2 separate regions of the Mus musculus genome follow, and region 2 is linked to region 1. A link is a contact called in public Hi-C data. All regions are on one chromosome and are shown on one strand. Each heading gives the region's core, a stretch centred on a gene start, on an enhancer-like site or on the middle of the called end of the contact. The rest is flanking DNA. Distances are from core to core; before and after follow the strand shown.

The links. Hi-C and Micro-C count contacts between places; a contact is called where the count stands out from the background.
Region 2: a contact with region 1 is called in a Hi-C map of uterus, with 2.8 times the contacts expected there. The contact joins two enhancer-like sites. A contact is called at or near these places in 4 of 484 Hi-C or Micro-C datasets (the N1E-115 cell line and uterus) and 2 of 9 other capture datasets (adipose tissue and pancreatic islet).

The regions. Positions count from the first base shown.
Region 1 is chr13:43,129,946-43,136,377 of GRCm38.p6, reverse strand. It overlaps Phactr1 (phosphatase and actin regulator 1), which reads right to left. Exons shown (of 14, transcript NM_001302635.1): 12 at 3,318-3,458; 13 at 2,375-2,451; 14 at 1-1,204. The coding sequence ends at 1,189. Among named protein-coding and RNA genes, the nearest start is that of Gm15813, 11 kb to the right of the region's middle. Within about 2 kb of position 4,422, at least 36 of the 459 cell types and tissues checked have an H3K27ac peak or open chromatin away from gene starts, as enhancers often do. A contact at or near this core is called in uterus, where this site is marked.
Region 2 is chr13:42,985,667-42,992,701 of GRCm38.p6, reverse strand. All of the region lies in intron 4 of Phactr1 (phosphatase and actin regulator 1), which reads right to left. Among named protein-coding and RNA genes, the nearest start is that of Gm52053, 24 kb to the left of the region's middle. Within about 2 kb of position 4,586, at least 30 of the 459 cell types and tissues checked have an H3K27ac peak or open chromatin away from gene starts, as enhancers often do. A contact at or near this core is called in uterus, where this site is marked.

The sequences.
Region 1 (6,432 bases), core at 3,173-5,672:
CTCTGGGTAAGTGGGGCAGTAAGGGACACTACAGGTAGTCATGGCTAGCAAAGTTTGACCCAGTGCTAGCCCTGCTGAGATGTGCATCTCTCTGCAGAAACTCTTCAGTTGCAAAGACAGAAGAGTGGAAGGCTCTGGAATGACAGTGGGATATTGGTCCCCTGCACTGGCCTCCATACACTGGTACTCAGAAGCTATCAACTACCAAGCCACATCACCACTGGCCCAGGTGTGCTACAGGGTCAAAGAAAACTGTGGCCCATGGGGTTGATGGCTCCCTGGTCAGTTCACACTCATGAATATCACAGGGAACCTTGGCAAGGGCATTAAAGCATTAGATCACCCATTGCCCTGGGCTTTGTGAACACAAACTGGTCAATGAATGTGAACTGAGCAGATGTCTACTATCCCTACCAGAGTCTTCTGGAAGGCAGTTCAGTTTGGGATGGGGGTCAAAGTGGACGCTCAGGTTTAGCCTCCTATGCCCACAGCACACATGGGTATGACTGAAGTGCCAACACAGGCTCCTCCAGGACAAATCTGAAGAGAAAGCATGTGTGTTTGTGTGTGCACATGTTCGTGCGTGGGTGTGCCTGTGTATGTGTGGAGGAGACTGAGAGGTCGTCACCCCCTTCCCAAGGGCCCCCAAAGCAGATGCCCCATCTGGAGCCCATGTGTCTGACCACGTCTAGAAGGACAGTTGGATTATGACTGTCACCCTAGCCATTCCCATGTCAAGCCCTGGGCTTCTTTGGACTCAGGCAACAGTCCCTTGTGAGGAAGGGGTTCACCGAAGACTGAACCAATGTGGTGCTTGCTGGGTCTGGATGGAGGGGACAAGGCGGTTTCTGGACAATCCTCAGGTAGGTCCCTGTCTCGGGGGGCCGGGTCACCTTTCTGTAGCAGAAGTGGTGCCAGCAATGCTGAGGAGTGCTCACCATGGTGTTCCTGCACACAGAATCCTGGCTGTGTTTCCTTTCCTTTCTTCTTCCTTTTTCCTTTCTTTCTTTCTTTCTTTCTTTCTTTCTTTCTTTCTTTCTTTCTTTCTTTCTCTCTTTCTTTCTCTCTTTTTTAAAAAAAGGCAGTTCGGATTTACATGGTAACGGGGAAGTGGACAGACGCCAGCACTTATGGTTCTTAGAAATTTATGTTTTGAAGACAGCAGAGCACTCAAGAGTAATCCCACTGTTAAGGTCGATGAAACCTGGGGAACAAGAAACGTTGTCAAGGCTCAGGGGATGTCAGAGGCCCAGACCCCACAACAGTGTTTTCCCATTCTCAGATACCCGGGCTGTGACAGTGATGCCGGTGTGACTTCCCACCCATGACACAAACACAGAGGGGTACCCCAAGTTCTCAAACTCCACAGAACTCATCTAGAGACCTAAGAGGGTTTAGTTTGGAGTCTTTGGAGGTCCAACCTGGGTGGCTGCACTGGGACTCCTGAATGGCAGCAAGATGGAGCTCCTAACCGTGTGTCTGAGTCGGACATCGATTACCCCTATTTCTGCACATGTTCTCCAAAGGAGTGATTAGAAAAGCCAGAGGCTTAGTCTCTAACTCGTCATGTACACATGCCATGTAGCTGTTTCCTTCTGTGGCTCATTTTTCCCAGGTGACATTAGAAGGGAATGCTTGGTAGAAGAGCACAGGGTGACAGAATGCTCTTTAGTGGTCCCGTGTGCTACTTTGGCATTCTGCCCAGGCTTGGTCTCTGCAGATTGGATGTTGGCAGCACCCTTATCTCTCTGGCTTCGGTTTTTATAAAAACTCATTTTGGGGTTGTCCAACACTTGTCAGAGTTGACTTTTGAGTGAACTAAAAAGCAGAGGGTGACTTTTGGCTTGGGCCTTCAGCAGTCTTAACTTTCTTTGCCCGAGGCTTTGTTTTTTTTTTTTTTTCAAACTTCTTTTTTTGTTATGTTACAGTTCCACTGTGGAGCTTGCAATTTACTCTGTAAACCAGGTTGGCTACAAACTTGGCCAAACCTCTTCCTCTCCAGTGCTGGAACTAACAGTGTGTGCCCCTCCCCCCACCAGGCTCATTGCTCTTACTTTATTAACTTAAAAAGTAGACCTTGAATGTCCATCTCTGTCTTATCTTCTCTCATCTTAGAAACAAAAACACTTGGTAGTCCAGGACGAAAGATCGTTTACTTGAAAGTAAATATTGACATAGCTGTGGGCATGACATAGCTAGCACCCCAGGAGGCTGAGGCAGGAGGATTGCTGTAAGTTCCTGGCCAGTCTGGGCTATGTAGTGAGAACCAGGTCAGCTATGTCTCAAACAAAAAAATAAAGTGAGGTCACAAACGGGAAAACAGACATCATCATGTGGTACTAAGACATAGGAGCGGGACGTCGTCAGAACTAACCTGGTTAAGTGTCTACTTAACTCGTGGACTTCCATCTCGGTACTTTTAAACTCATTGAGTTCCTTCCGAATGGCAGCCTGGAAGAATAATAGCAGCTGGTCAGAAGAGGTGGGAGGGCCTGCCTGTTTGCCATGTCTAACAGTATTTTTGTTCTTCCACACAACTATATAGTGGATACAAAAAAAATCTGTCACCTGGGGTGCTCTTTCAAAGCTTCCATGACTTCCCTTCTTTGGGAACACCGTGAGGGTCTAATGGAGCTAGCCATGCTTTATGAGGCTCTCTGCACCCTATGCATCCTGTGGCACTACAGATGGCCCACACAGTGACTTTGATGTCAAATCCCTTTTGCAATTATCTCACTGAGTGCCTGGGAAAGTATCGAGACACAGAGAGCCAGTGATAAGACTGTCGGCTCATGTTAAGAATGGCTCTGTGCCTAGTCCTGTGTCATTCTGTCTTTCTGGGCACAGTTCCCCTGACATGCTATGGGGCTGACCTGAAGAATCTTGGGTCAAACCTGTATTTCTCGATGCCACCGTACAGAGTGGTGGTGGAGCTTTTCAGGGGTAATCGGTTGTTAAGAGGGACCGTGACTTTATCAGAGGACAGGATTAGGTTAAAGAGTGAGCTTCTCCCCAGGCAAGGCTGCCTGACTTCAGGTTTTTTGGATTCCAGAAAAAAAAAAAAATGAGGCCTCAAATGTTCTGTTACAGCAAATAGACCAAGATACTGTCCTTCCTCCTCCTGGGAAGTAGGCACACTACTGTGTTTGTTCTGTGTTCTCCACATGAAGAACAGACTGGGAGGTTTTGCAACAGGTCACCTGGATGGCTTTTGTGAGCAGCTTAAAGGATGCGGCGCCTTTAAGGTGGGGCTGAGGCAGGGCCCCTGCTCTCCTTACAGGTTACGCCTGCCTCCCTTTCTCCTGGCCTCTGCTTACTTTGTCTGCAGCGGTGAGGCGGGTCCATGGCTTGTCTGCCCTTCGGTCATAGTCTTGGGCATCTGCCACTTCCACGTAGTCACTGAAGCGGATAAGGATCTTCCTCTCCCGGAGTTCTTCCACTGTGGGCCTTTGGCTGAGCTGCAGGGAGGGAAAAAAGTGGGGCCCAGTCAACAGAGGACTTTATTAGACCATGGCTCCATGTGTGAACTTAGAGAATGGAAAATGAGTTCAGGAAAACAACTGAGGTGTTATACAGCAAGATGGAGTTGGGGTAGAACCCAGAGTGCCCAGCTTTGGGATTCTGGGAGCTTTATTGTCTCTTTCAAATACCCAACAGCCTGTCCTTTATTGGGCTGCTGTCTTGGCCTGATGAGAAGCCTCGCTGTCTGTGTAGCTTTGGTGCCTGCTGTGGGGTTTTCTCTGTCTGTCCTTCACCCACTGGGAGACAGGCACCTTAAGCAAGGATTCTGTCTAAACTTGGATTGGTGAGCCCACATCTCTGTCTTAAATTAAGTTCAGTCTGCAGAATGGGTTTATAACACATTATATGTGTGTGCACACGTACACATTATGTAGACACACATAGACAACGTGTGTCTACAGATGTATATATGCCTGTGTGTTTTGGGCACACAGACAAGCATTTGCAAATAGTAGCAGCCTCTGGGATGAGGGCATGGGATATGTTGATTTAGGAGTTTTGAGGGTTTCTTCCGGAAGGCCAGCTGTAAGGTTGGTAAGCCAACACAGGGCTGAGAGATGTCATATTTATACCATGGAGAATGAACTTTGTGAGGAAGGAGGAACAAAATCATGTTTATATAGCTGTCTCCTGACATTCCCCTCTGAGCACCCTTCCTCTGTCCTTTAACAACAGAAAGCTGACATTTCTATTATCTTTCCCTGTCATAGGCTTATTTCTTCTGGAGCCACGCGCCAAACTGCTCCCTTTACGATGCTGTCAACTGACGTTCCACCAATGTTATTTAAAAACAATTTTTTTCCTCTGAGTCCTAGACTGTTAGCTGCTATTAATAGAAGAGGCAGTCAGATAAAGTCTTACGGCTTTGGCCTATAAAACAAACAACAAATCCCAGTTACTCTGGCCGCTCTGCTGCCTGATGCCCTTGGCTGGAGCCGGAATGTTATGGCCTGCTGCTGCCCTGGCCCAGTGAGATGACGGCCTGCTGCCATTAACCAGAGAGATGCCTGGTGGTTAGAGCAAGGGTAGGGCTGAGCAGGCCTGTGGCTGCCTCTTGGCTAGAGGAGGACGCTCCAGGGAGGCCCCGTGATGATGGAGCTGGCTCATGTCTAGACACTGGTAGTGTTTGCAGTCTGTCCTGAAGCACCAGGGGTTTTCTGAGGGCTTCACACTTTGGTATGCATGTTGTTTGTCACGGGAAAAACAGTTTCCTAAGCTGTGTGGCCAAGATTGCTAGAAATTAAAATGATGCCCGTCTTGGCATCAACATGTTCTCTTTGAAATATGAGAGCTGACATAATTTGTACTGAAGTTAAACAACAACAACCACACACTGGGCTAGCTGGGTGCAGTGCTTCACACCTTCAGTCTCAGCACTCAGGAGCTTAAGGCAAGAGGATCTAGTGTTCAAGGCCAGCCTGGCTAGTGTTCATGTATGGTGAATTCAGGGCTAGTTTGTGCTATCCTAGCAAGGGTCTATCTGACATCCCCTCCTCCACCCACCACCTAAAAATTAGTAAATGATTAAATAAACTGGTCTGGATTTTGCCAGCTGCCTGTCTGTCAGCAGAATCTGAGAGACCAGGGGACATGCTGACAGGCATCCCCAAGGATCTGGTGCTTTCTGTGCCACCATCACGGTCTATCAACTAAGCATGGTATCGGGCTTATGTTCTGGGAGGGGACACATATTGTCATCCTGGGGGTCTTGGAAGGTATGTGAATTTGACACTAGCCAGAGTCTTCCGGACCTCCCTTCAATGAGCATGTAGCCCTCCACACCCAAAGCCCGAGGTACTTCCTAGATACCAAGGAGACAATCTTTGGGACCAAAGTCCATTTTTCTGAGGAAGTTGGATTGGGAGAAGGGAGAAGAAGCCGCATTTGTGTAAATGGTGCCAGCAGTATCGCAAGCAGCCACAAAATGTGTGTGTGTGGGGGAAGCCAATTAACTGAGACCCAAGTTCCACAGAAATACAACCCAAACCTCAAGTGTACCCTCCCCTTCCCCAATCCATCTCTTCTCCCATCATGCATACATGTATGCTTTCCCTCAGAGAGCTGCCCTTTCTTGGGATTGTGGTGGGATGGACCCCAGGGCTTGCTCATGTTATTTTGTAGTATCTTCAGTTCAATTCTATTTTGGGGTGGGGGGCAGGGAGACAGGCATTTATTTTAGCAAATCATTTTTTATGTTTTCAATTTAGCTACAGAAAATGACTTGGTCTGTTGGTATCAACACCAGCCCCTGGGTTTTATTTATTTATTTTTCACTAGCGTATTAAAACTCAATAGAATTTTATTAAAGAAATCTGAGGTCCGAGGCTATAAGCGGTCACCAGCTCTGGCATCTGGTTTTGGTACGATAAAGGCTCAAGGGGAGAGCCTTTGCCCAGAGCCAGGGTAAGCTATGTATTTTCCCCCTGCAGGTGGGCACAACATTTGCAGACCCAGGGAAATATGAAACCAACTTCCGGATTCCCTCTGTCTCCTGGAACATTCATTCCTGCCCTCAAGGTCACTATTTTTTTGACTCTCCATGGAAGCCTTTGAGGACTGGAAATGCTGGAATTACATGAGGCAATTGCCCTTGTGGGAGTGGGGGGTGACATAGGCGGGTGGGGAGACAATGACGGTAATTGCAAAGTCTACAGGCTATTAGTGGATAAGGTTGCAGGTGTTGTCATCCTGGGGACAGAAATGTGGGAAGCAAAACCCTTGCCCCCTCCATTACTGTGCTATGCAGTTATAGTCAAAGTCCTGTCTGCGATAACATACAACCCTTTCTTAAGAGGTAAGAAGAATTAGGGCTAGAGAGATGGCTCAGTGGTTAAGAGCACTGCCTGCTCTTTCAGAGGTCCTAAATTCAAATCTCAGCAACCACATGGTGGCTCACAACCATCTGTAATG
Region 2 (7,035 bases), core at 3,337-5,836, 140 kb after region 1:
TTTGTTTTTTATGCTGCCCATGACCTTCTCTTCAAACCCCAAATCCGAAAGCTCCCTTACCCTAAGCCAAGAAGTGGGTTTTAATGAATCCTTAGAGCCGCCTGGTCAATGCTGAATTCTGAAGCAAGGTCTAAACCTTAATTGTGCTTGTTTTTCCCCCAGCCCAATCAATAGCTCCTCAGATGGGGCTCGTTAGAAGCTCATTGCTAAGCACTTGGCATCTGCTCTGGCCCCTAGGGAAAACTGGAAAGTGCTTCTAATTGCAGAGGTGAGGCTTTGGGTTAATAAGCAATTCAGGAGTGTTTTCAGATGGGCGCAATCCCCCCCCTTTTTTTTAAGTTTTGATTAGCATATATTAATTATGCATAATAATGTGCTTCACTATGATATTGTCATATTTCTTTGATTATTGTCACCTCCGTTATCCATTTTTGTTCCCATCCCCCTCTCCTTGGTCCCCTTCTTCTTCCTATCCACTCCCTCTTATAGTATCATCTAGTCTCTGTTTCTCTCTTTCTGTCTCTGTCTCTCTCTGTCTTTACCTCTTTCTGTGTGTGAGAGAGAAAGAGATAATGAGAGAGGGAGAGAGAGAGAGAGAGAGAGAGAGAGAGAGAGAGAGAGAGAGAGAGAGCATTTCAATAGTTTCATTAGAGTTGCTTATAGAAGTATACAGAAAGGTTTACGTACTGGGGTATGGGCAATGTATGTATCTACTAGTAGTTACACCACTGAAGAAAATAGCTCTCCCCAGCCCCCAAAACAAGTAGTTAAAACCACCTGTAAATCTTTGCCAGGAGAGATATTGTGGGCCCCCATGTCTAACAACATTTAGGGCAATTTTGACACGTATCCACTAGCTGGTGGGAAAGGCCTGTGCAGACACCATCTGGCTGGGTGATCTAGAGAGTGGATGTCCAGCAAGACCTGTCTGAAACTTAGTCTATTAGCCTGCAGGCAGCAAGACCATCCCAGGAAATCCAGCTTTGGAAAAAGCACCTTACTTTATCCAAGGAGGCCTCCACAGCAGAATGGGTCCTCACTGGGTTCACAGTTGTGTACTATCACCAAGCCACAGGGCTGAGTGCGAGACTAAAATACTCTAGTTGCAAACGCTAAGGTTCTTCTTTTTCTAATCTCTTCAGACATCTTTTCTGTCCTGTTCTCTCTTGCCTATTCAAACTCTGCCTTCATTCTTTCTGCATCTGAACACAGCTTCCTACCTTTCTGCGTGGCTAGACTATGCATGGCCTGGGCCTGCTGTGATGCACTGCCAACACACAAGACACTGTTCTTACTGCTACACCCACCTCAATCTGACCACGCAACCCCAGGGTCCCTAATTAAGGATTTGCCTCTATTTTCCCCGGCTGTCCCACAGTTTTCTCATTAAAAGACACAATTTGATTAAGAACAAAAAACCATTATGTTTTCCCTGCCCTCTCAAAGCAGGAAAAGTAGCATGGATGTCAATGTATTTGCAAAGTCTCTTTGAGGGGAAAATGTGAAATAACCCTCCAAGGGCTTTGTTTGCTCTTGGTCACTTGCCTTTAAATAAATTTTAGAGACCATGTACCTGAGTGATACTTTTCCATTAGCTTTGATATATGCAAGCCTCTGACCTATGGACCATATGATTGAAATATAACACAGTCATGCAGTTGTCAGAGTGAGCAACGTTTTAATAATCCCTTTAGATAACTGAGGACACTTCAAATTCTACCCCTGAACTACAGAAGTGCTAGGGTGTTAAGGCTACCTGTAAGGTGGAATCTGGAACCAGATGGATGTACTTGGCACACTTCAATATACTAGACCATGTTGCTCTGCCTCTCATATCAAATGGATTTTACCTGCAGAAGTTTATGATACCATAAACTAATCACTTGGAAAATATTAGTTCACTGAGTTTCACAACTCTCCTGAAGGTTGATGTATTTCATTTTGCAGCGTCAAAAAAATTCCTTTACTACCCTACTGATTCCTTTAGACAAGTATAGGTTTTGAGACAGAGCCAACTTCCTGGGGGGTGGATACAAGTTTTACAATTCAAATGTTTGCTTATAAGCTCAATTTTATCACTGGCAGTAAATCCTACCATCATTGGCAGTAAATCCTACCACTGGCTTAGAGTTCTAGGTTCTACTGCATTCTGTTTAGAGAAAAATCTCTACACAGTAAGTGCTCCAGTTAGTTTGAACTGCTACTTTGACACAGGCTTCAGTCTTTAGAGAAGAGAATCTCAGTTGAGGGATTGACCAGGTCAGACTGGCCTACGGGAATGTCTGTGGGGGATTGTCTTGACTGCTAATTGCAGGCAGAACCATTCCTAGGCAGGTGGTCTTTGGCTGTCTAAGAAAGTTAGCTGAGTATCAGTCTGTCAAGTGAGCAAGCTGTCAGGAAAGTCATTCCTCTATGGTTTCCAGTTGAAGTTCCTGCCCTGACTTCCCTCAGTGATGTATTGTGACCTTTGCCTTGGTGAGAGAGGACAGAGAACAGTGCTCATGTGTGAGTAACTACATTCTTTTGCGCAAGTCTTTCTTTCAAGTAAAAAATGGTGTTCCATGGAAAATGTGGATTAGCTCAGGGCTCATAATTCTTGCCCAAGTGCTTTTGCTCTGAACATGGAGAAAGAAGTAGTGACGTATGCTGAAAAGCCCCCTGTGTGTTGCTCATTTTGCAGGCAGACCAAAAAACAAACAAACAAACAAACAAACAAACAAAAAACTAAAAAAAACCCTAAGACTAATCATGGGACAAATACTAAATCACTAGAAGAAATACAATGTTGTCTACTGAGGAAAGTTCTTGGGAAACCAAGGGCACAATGAGTATGGTGTCATGAACAAAGGGTCGGTCTGTGAATCCCAGGGAAGACTGGGATGCTCGACGCACAGGCTGTGGAGCCAGAAAGAGCACAGAGTGCACCACATGCCTAGATCCACCACTGATCACTGAGTAGCCGATCAGCTGCTGGACAGAACCGGCTTGTGCAAAGCCAAGAGGAGCTCTTAGGATTCTGGACCTGACCAGTTTGTAAGCCTGATACAGATGCATGGAATGGAAATGACTGTGGTGTTCCAGTTGACCTCTCATCACCATGGATACAGGGATGATGCCTATCAAAGGTTACCCAAGAGGACAGAGGAAGCCAATAGGAGGTTACAGGGATGGTCCAGACAAGAGATCTTAGTGGTTGACCTAGGAAGATATCACAGGAACTATAGAAGATTGAAGGCACTCCATAAATAATTAAACCAAACCAACAGGATTCAGAGAGTGACAGGGAAAAGTGTTAGCCATGCAAATGTTCTCAATCAGCTTGTGTTCCTCCCTTTAAAGAAAGTAGAGGAGGGGAGGGAACACAAAGAAAGAATTTCATGTAAGATGTACATGAGGAGTTTGGATCTTGCCATACTGTACTTGAACCTCTTCTGCAACAAAGTTGAGACAGCGGGGGCATGAGCCCAACATTTGGAAAAGAATGTGTGTGGAGACAGAAATGTAAATACTGTCAGCAGGTAGATTTCACCTGAAGCCAGATGTGTGATTGAGAGTCCTCTAGAGAGGGGGTCCAGAAAAGAAGGGGCCCAAGACAAAGCCTATTGAGATTCTGAACGGGTAGAATAATGGCCAGAGAGAGAAGGAAAAGCAAGAGAAAGCTTGAAACGGCATCAGGACAGGAAGGAAGACATTGAAAAGGAGAAGGGGACCTGGGCACATGCCTCACAAACTCTGAGACAGCACCATGGAGGGCATGGGCCCTGAGGGAACAGCCTCAGCAAAGCAGGGAACATCTTGCAGAGTGCAGTCCTGAGATACAAACCCTGACAGCTGCCGGAGAGTTTAAAGCAAGGACGGGATTCTCGGATGGGAGGGACAAACAGCAAGGCCAATTGGGAGAGGAAAGATGCAGATAGGGATGAAGGCTGAGGTCAAGAAAGATGGGGCCATGGAGTGGGGGTTGGAATGGATGGGAGAATAGCACTCAGACTGTTCTTTGGAGAGTAGAAGGATCCATCTTCCTTTCCAACAGGATGATGGCTACAGAGACCCAGTGGACAGAGCAGGGAAGCTGGAAAGGGGAAGGAAGAGCATTTCTGTCTGGGAGTGACTGGGGGATGAGTTAGGTTCATAGGATGTCACCCTATGAGTGGCAGGAGGAAAGGTTCGTCTGAGGATGTTGGGGGGATGGGAATACCGAAGGAAGTTCTGGGAACGGTAGGAAATGGAACGCTCCCAAGAAACACAGGCTGGCAAGAGCAGGCTCTAGGCTACTGATACCACTGGGTTTACAGTAAGGCCATCTGCCATGCCTGAATGAGATCTAGATACTAACCATTCAGTGCCAGTTCTGGGCATCTGTCCAGGGCAGAGGGGCCTGCTTGCACTTTTGAGTCCACTTCCTTGTGCAAAGCTAAATGATTTTGTAAGGCTCAGAAGCCCAGGAACTTTCTCTTTGCTCCAATCACCCAGAAAATAATAATAATGATAAAAAAGTCTCAGAATGCTACACAAATAACTCAGTGTGGTACACAGAAGTAAAAATAAATTACCCCAAGAAATGATTTTAGAGGACAGTCAGTCCTTTGTAATGTTGCCAACGGCACTGCAGGATTGATGGGAGCTGGCTGCATGGATAGGCTGGGGAGGCCCAGACATGGATGAATATGAGTTTGCATGGATAATGTTTTCTTAGACACAAACACACCTTCACTAGGTGCAATGCCTTTTATCTTTCCACAGAAAACATAAGATGCTGGAGACCATGTGGAAATTACAAGACAGTCTTCCTAGCAAGATGACCAGAGCCTCACAGGAGTTCACCCTGGCAGAGCAGAGCTCTCTGGGTAATAAGGAGTTAATCTTCTTCTGGAATAAAGTATTACATTGGATGTATCCAGATTTACATTTATGGGAAACTGAGGTCCTAATAACTTCTCTTCTAATTATGTTCATGATAAAAGACTGGAGTCCTGCTTTTCTTCTTGTTCAGCAACAGATGGGTTCTCTAAGTGTGAAGGCCTTTTGATGTCTTGGGGTGAGGGTGCAGCTCCAGGGTGGGCTGCACTAAGCAGGAAGATAGCCTTGGCCTCCATCTCCATCACCAAGGAACAAAACATTACATGAGAGCCTTCAGTAGCCTTCATTCTCACCCCACCCCCTCCCTTTCCCTGTTGTGTACAGGTGAAACAGAAGATGCCTCCCCACCCCACCCTTAACCCCCCAAACCTCAGAAGTTATGGCTGAAAATGGGGGGCGGGGGACCCTGTACCTCCTCAAACCAACTCCTCAATAGATCCTATCTTTACCTGTTATTTTTTTTTTTTTCCCTCAGCACCTTTGTATACAAGGATTGTCTCTAACAATAATGCTTGGGAAAGCCATGTTTTGAAAACCACTTAGCTGCGACGCTCGCTGACTGGATTCTGAAATAGGAATGTTTAAGAAGCGAGCAGAAAACTAAGGTTACCAGAAAACCTTCACAAGCTCCTTGTGCATGCATGTATGCATCTATGTTCACATGTGTGAATGTGGTCTATTTGTGTGAACGTCCAGGTCTATGCGTACCAGATAGCCACCTTGGGTGTCTTCCTCTATTGTTCTCTCTCTTTTCTTGAGACAGGGTCTTTCATGAACTTGGAACTCACTGATTTGGGTGAGCTGACTGGTCAATAATCCTCAGGATCTGATCACCTCTGCCTGCCAGGAGCTGGGATTACAGCCGTATACCATACCACCATGCTTAGCTTTTATTATTATTATTATTATTATTATTATTATTATTATTATTATTATTAGTTTATTAATAAAAACACGGGTTCTGGGGATTGGAACTCAGGTCCACATGCTTGTGTGGTAAGCACTCCACCAACTGTGTCATCTACCCAGTCCAGACAGGGTCTCAGGTAACATAGACTGGCTTCTAAATTCATTGTGCAGCCAAGGAAGGCTGGCCATGCACTCCTGACTCTCTGTGATAATCTCTGCTGTGCTGGGGTTACAGATGTTGGCCCCACCCCATCCCTGGTTCAATTCTTTCACTCTAGTTGATGCCATCTTTGCACCATTTCCCCTGCCGTTCACTGTGACGTCTCCTTAGAGTGCCTATCAAATTCAATGAATACTATGAAAATGTATCCACTGTCACCAAGATTCAATCTGCTTCACCCAGAAGCTTCCCAAGTCCATCTCCCTGTTAAAAAAGTTAAAAGATGTATGTGACCCCTCAGGGCTATTTCCAATTAGCCAATGACCTTGAAGGGTCTACAGTAATCTCTGACACATGAGGTATTGCCTTTTCACATTCAGAGTCTTGTAGATAAGCCTACTGCTCGTGTGGTTCCTAGGACACCAGAATTAAGAGCAAGGAGGGAGGGAAAAGCACCCAGCTTGTGTTCTTTGCTTACCAGCGTGATTTCCATCCAGTGAAGCAGGTTGGCAAAAAATCGGGCTGGGGAGACCAAATCCAAGTCTGGGTTATGACACTCTCATCGTAATCTGTCTGAAAACATTGGCTACAAAGTAGTGTGACATCTCAAAAGTGGTCATTTGAAGGCACGCGCTTTAAACCAAATCACACAGTGAGAGGAGGTGGCGTCACTCTTTCAAAGCACCAAATCACACAGTGAGAGGAGGTGGCTGAGACTCTTTCAAAGCACCACGAAGCAAGTCCACAGCCAGAAGCAGCGGCACGGGGGATCAAAGGACCTCAGAAGCCACAACTGTCCTACACACCTGCTTGCTCTTCCTTACTCGAGTTAACTCTCAGAACTCAGAGCTAGGGAAAGTCTGAGGATCAAAGCCCAGTTCTGCCTCTTGATAGGTTCCCCAGTGGGACTCATGAGCCTTTGTTCTATTAGAACACTTCACAATACTCCACCTGAATTAAGAATTAGCTTCAAGTACGATTCTAAATTCAAGGTCATTCTTCGTTTTGGGCCTCCATTCACTTAAATCTTGGAGGATTTTCTGCCATGGCTACTCACTTCCTGGCCTACCTAGTCCTAAATGGGGATGCTACAGGAAGGTCAGGCT